2 separate regions of the Rattus norvegicus genome follow, and region 1 is linked to region 2. Evidence: chromatin contacts called from public Hi-C data. All regions are on one chromosome and are shown on one strand. Each heading gives the region's core, a stretch centred on a gene start, on an enhancer-like site or on the middle of the called end of the contact. The rest is flanking DNA. Distances are from core to core; before and after follow the strand shown. Region 1 has its middle 170 kb from the start of Gadd45g. Region 2 has its middle 230 kb from the start of Gadd45g.

Region 1 (2,700 bases), core at 184-2,683, 62 kb before region 2:
TGACAAGAAATACACAGAGATGTTGTCACAGAGTCCCCTGTGAGTTGCTGGTGTTTAGGGCCAGGAACTTGTATTACCTGTCTCCCAGTTCATCACGGACTTGACTGTACTTACTAGGGTCTCCTTTCTTTCTGCCTAGTTGCCTTCCCGTGTGGGCTGCCCTTCTTAGCCCCACTTTTGCTTTGCCTTATCTCTCTATGGGCTGCTCTTGCGGACAGCAGAAGGCAGGGCTTCTGTTTGCCCCTGCCCTAGCACTTAGCGAATTGCATTAAGGAAGACATGGCTTTGTGAAGGCCACCCCCACGAAGCAGAGAGCCAGCTGGCCCAAAGCCACAAAGAGCCCAGCAGACCACTGGGATCTGCATGGGTTTCAAGTCAATGACTTGTTCCCTCTGAGGCCTCTCAAAGGAGCTGAGTCAGGTGAACCTTGGTATTCCACAAGCTCTTCCACCTCAGAAGGCCCCTTTCTGCAACCTGCTTCAGAGCGGAGTGTCCCTTCCAGAGAGAGAGAGAGAGAGAGAGAGCAGCCTGTCAAAGCGGCTCAAAGTCCTCTAAGGAGCAGAGTGCTTTCTTTACCACACAGTTTGAGCCTGGATCCCTGCCCTCAGATCTCTGCTTCCTGCCCACCTAAGACGCTGGTGATGCAGGCAGAAAAATGGCTAGATGCCAGTGCTTCCGTTTCCGTCTCACAAGGAGCACTCCTACCCTCAGCCGATGACCTCCCCACTGATGGCCGTTTATTGTTTCCTACTATCAGGTTCCCCCCAGCTGTGGCAGCTGAAGTTCAAAGCTTTCTCCTCATAGTACACTGTGTCCTTGGAGGGCAATCGGCAGAGCTGATTAATGCTTGCTGGGTGGTTCCCGCAGCTGGCGGGGCCCCACGTGGGGGTCTCTGAGACAAGTAGGAATCTGCCAGGAAGAAGCCGTCGGTCATTTCCTGGGCTGCGCTGTCAGCCTTGGGTGTTGCAGACTTCTGCAGACCCAGGAGATGAAAATCATGTGGGCAATCTCGTCCCCCATGCACCACCCACTCGTCTCCTGGGCTGTCTACACCACACAAGACAAAGGTCTATGGACCGTCAGGCTCTGACCTCACCCACTTACGGAGGACCGTGAACATCCTTGATCTATGTGTCTGTGTTACCCGATCTCAAACACCGACAGACAGTGAGGAATGACTCCCTGCTTGGGGACACGATGCAGCAGTCAGTCAGTCAGAATGGAATTCTGGAGCTGCGGCCAGACAGTGCTCAGTGAAAACGGCAATTAGTGGGTAGACAGAAAAGCCTCGTCACCTGGGCCTGGTGCTTGGGGAACTGCTGAGCTGCTCTCGTCATGCACGGAACCTCACATAGGGGTGGCTCAGGCTGAGATCATGGCGGGCCACGCACCTGACACACAGCCTGCCCGGACAGTGACTGTTGTAGCGTCTGGCTAGACGGAGTGTGGTCCAGGGGGAGAGGCTTTGGCCGCATGGTATGACTGTAGAGGCAGTTACTCAGGGCGGAACGCCACATGGCAGGGACTTGCACGGCAGGCAGCTGGACAGTTGACGGGCATCTCCACAGGACAGACTTTGTGCACGGTGAAGCAATATTTAGCCATTGCCTACTGCATGCCCTGAGAAGGAATCTCAACTTACTGCCAGCAGCCTTTCTCAGAGAGGGTATTCAGCCATAATTCAGAGGCCACCTTGAAGGCATGGGTGAACTCTCTCCCTTTTAAAAATCTGCATGCGAGTCTTACAAAACACATGAAAGCAACCTCAGGAGATTGCAGAGGGCGGACATTCTTCCCTGGGCAGGGTCATCTCAAGAATTCGATCTTCTCTTAAGAGTGGACATGGGAGAGAAAGCAAGGAAAGACACACAACAGCTAAGTTGTGTTGGTGGGTGGGGCACTGGGTCCTGTTTGTCCATCACTGTGGGGGACGTTTCTTAAACACAGTCACCCTGTGGGTGCGTCCCTATCTCCTCTGAAGGTAGGGAAGGCCGCTCCATCATCACAGCTACACAGCACCTTTGAGGCCGCCGGAGATGCTGTGGCAGAGAGGGCAATGTGTTTCCTTTTATGGAAACCCAGCGGCCATCTTGTGAGGAATCAGAAGCCACTTCGACCTGACTGAATTCCTGACCCGTGAGAATAAAGGGGGTTGGTAGAGGGTGGCAAGTTCAGAGCCATGGAGTAGATAATCTTCCAACCTCTAGGGGGAGGCATTCGGGGTATAGGAACACCACCAGAGGCACCATGCTGACTGGAAGTAGGCTCCTAAGAGGCAGGAAGTGGGCTCCAAGGTGGCAGGAAGTGGGCTTCAAGGTGGCAGGAAGTGGGCTCCAAGGTGGCAGGAAGTGGGCTTCAAGGTGGCAGGAAGTGGGCTACAAATGGCAGAAGTGGGTTCATGGGCACCACATTCCTTTTACTTATTTCTCTTCATGTGTGCACACGTGTGTCTATGTGTCTGCAGGTCAGAGATCAACCTAGAATATCGTTCCAGGAGCGTTGTCTTTTTTTTTTTTTTTTTTGAGATAGGACTTCTCATTTTCCTTTGAGCTGACTAGAGCAGGCTGGCAGTCATGTGATTCCCCAAGGCTCTTCCTGTACCCGCCTCTCCTGAGTTGGAATTACCAGCACATGTATGTCTCTACTGTGCAGGTTTATAGATGGGGATCACACTCAAGTGCTGAGCCTTGTATCCAAGCA
Region 2 (2,700 bases), core at 41-2,540:
ACGGTCTGAAAACCTTCAGTTGGAACTTCAAAACATTATGCAAGGGTTGATGGGGGAAGAACCTGGGTTCTGTGTTTCCCCTGTTACAGTTGGCTGGCTGACAGCTAGGTGCATACAAAGTTCAGGGCAGGGCAAGCTAAACACCTAGCAGGGGGAATTCTGGGACCCTTGAGAAGAAACAGACCCAAGAGGTTGTAATATGTGGTGTTGTCCACCGTGACAAATACTGCGGTTCACTCTGTTTAAGGAGGAAGGGTTATCACTGGCTCACCGTTTTATTTCAGAAGGTTCAGTCCGTGGCTGCTTGGATCTCTTGCTTTAGTACCAGGGCTGAGGAAGAATGCCGTGAAGAGCAGTGTGTGGAAGACCAAAGCCTCTCACCTTGTGCTGGATGGAGGAAGAGAGAGACAGGAGACAGAGTCAGAGAGAGACAAAGACAGAAAGGCAGAGACAGACCAAGGTCCCACTATCCTTTATCCCTTTTAAGGGTGCATCCCAACGACCTAACTTCTTCCCGTGAGGCTCTCCCTCCTAAAGCTTCGACCGTCTTCCAGTTGTCCCACAGACTAACCACCACCACCACATCTTTTACTGTGAGCCTTTCTAGGACGCTCTACACCTAAACTGTAGCAGCACGGTGACTTGTCCATCATTTCCCAAAGTAGGGCTTGTTAGGTGCTGGCACCATACCCTGTGCATGTGTGCGTGTGCGTATGTGTGTGTACATGCGTGGTGTGTGTGTGTGTGTGTGTGTGTGTGTGTGTGTGTGTGTGTGTCCCTGTGACAATGTGGAGGGCAGGTCTGGGCCACACTGGAGTCCATGTCACTATCTCTGCCCAGTCATACGCGAAGAGTCTCCAGGGAAACACCCTCTCTGTATCTCCCCAAATTAGCCCCTCATTTCTCCAGCCAATGTAGGAGCCTTGGAGGCCATGAGAAAGCCTTTCTTGGTACTTCTGTCATGTGGGAAAGGTCGGGGGAGATTGGCTGGAGGACACCTGGAAGGAGGACCCTGTCTTCAAGTCCTAGAGGGCTTACGTTTATGCTAATAAACGTCAGCTTCTTCAGTCTTTTTCATGGGCCGCTGCCAACAATCCATCCCTCCATCTGGCAGCTGCTGGGTGGTTGCTACTGTGAGCTCATGAGAACAGGCAGATTTCGCTTGGGGGCTAAGGCTTCCCCTGAGAGTTTCCCACATCCATGTGCTTTGAACTGTATCGGGAAGTCACTCTGACACCTGGCAAGTGGGGCACCCATGAGAGCAGATCTCACTGAGGAGACAGAGTCCTGTCCTCCTGCAGTCTAAGGCTGGGTCAAATGTCCCTGGCACTTCCCTTTCCTGTGCACCCCGTGTCTCTTCCTGTTAGGTCACTTTAATTAGTTCCTGCTTGGACATTTTTATCTTTGCTTATCAGGTCTAGAGTAAGGGCTTTGCTCAGCTGGCTGGCTATCCTCTTACATTCTGCCAGTGGTGTGTGTGTGTGTGTGTGTGTGTGTGTGTGTGTGTGTGTGTGTGTGTGTGTGGTGTGTGTGTGTGTGTGTGTGTGTGGTGTGTGTGTGTGTGTGTGTGTGTGTGTGTGTGTGTGTGTGTGGTGGGGAGATAAAAAGAGTCCCACTGGGAGTCAGAAGGACCTTGCTGAGAGGGAAGACAGGACCACCCTCCCCCGTAATCCTTCATTTCCAAATGACTGCAGTGCAGGGTGGATCAGCAGAGGCAGATGTGTGCCCGGCTTGTGTGAAGATGTCTGCTTTCTTACTGTTGGAAGTGTTTTTTCCTGTTTCACTACCCTGTGTTTTTCTTCCCTGCCTGTATTATTTCCCCGGGCTTGTTTCATCCTGTTCCACGTGCCCCATCCTTCTCTTCTGCGGACTTTGAACCGCTTGGCTGGCAGCAGTGTGCTCGTGTCCCTGCCTTGGAGACTGACCACAGCTCACCCGAAATGACCGTCAGCCTCCTCTCCCACAGGGTCCCAGTTGCTTCTGTAAACTCTGAATTTTCTTCTGCCACCCTCCCCTGCAAGGTCAGAATGGATTAGGTAGAAGGATGTGGTCAGTCATTGGTACTTGTGTAGGATTTCCCAGGACCCACGTGGATCCCAGAATCCTCAGATATCACACATCCTGTGTGCTTCAGACCACCCCTGGGCTGCTTGTAAGATTTAATACAAAGTAAAGACTATATGGATGGTTATGCTGTACCATTTAGGGGAGCAGCAGCAAGGAAACTGTCTATACAATAGGCTCTTTCTCTGTTTGTGTCTCTCTCTCCCTCCCTCCCTCTATTCCTGAGACAAAGACTCTCTGTGAAGTCCTGGCTGGTAAGAAATGGGCAATATAAACCAGGCTAGCTACAAACCCCTAGAGATCTGCCTGCCCCTGCCTTCTCAGTACTTGGATTAGAAGTCTGGACCAGCACACTAGGCACAACTTTCTTCCTCTAAGTGTTCTATCCATAGTTAGTCAACTTGCTAGTCCATGTCTATGGAACCTGTGGATGAGGAAGGAAGGCAGTGTCTGAGTCAAGCAAATGACGCCAACAGTTACAACCACCCAATAAGATGCTGCGTGTGAGAAAGACCACACCATCTGGGAAATACTGAGAGGCTAGCTGTCAGTCAAGCCGTCAGCCGAAGGTCTCACACTTGCCCTCTCAGTATCTAAGAGGTAGAGGCAGGAAGATGGCAAGTTTGAGGCCAGCCT

What was found. A called contact is a pair of places that touch in the nucleus more often than the background predicts.
Region 1: a contact with region 2 is called in a Hi-C map of kidney, with 5 times the contacts expected there. The contact joins two enhancer-like sites. A contact is called at or near these places in 2 of 12 Hi-C or Micro-C datasets (kidney and liver).

Annotation. Positions count from the first base shown.
Region 1 is chr17:13,358,309-13,361,008 of GRCr8, reverse strand. No RefSeq gene overlaps it. Among named protein-coding and RNA genes, the nearest start is that of Gadd45g, 170 kb to the left of the region's middle. Within about 2 kb of position 1,433, at least 10 of the 93 cell types and tissues checked have an H3K27ac peak or open chromatin away from gene starts, as enhancers often do. A contact at or near this core is called in kidney and liver, where this site is marked.
Region 2 is chr17:13,295,956-13,298,655 of GRCr8, reverse strand. No RefSeq gene overlaps it. Among named protein-coding and RNA genes, the nearest start is that of Gadd45g, 230 kb to the left of the region's middle. Within about 2 kb of position 1,290, at least 22 of the 93 cell types and tissues checked have an H3K27ac peak or open chromatin away from gene starts, as enhancers often do. A contact at or near this core is called in kidney and liver, where this site is marked.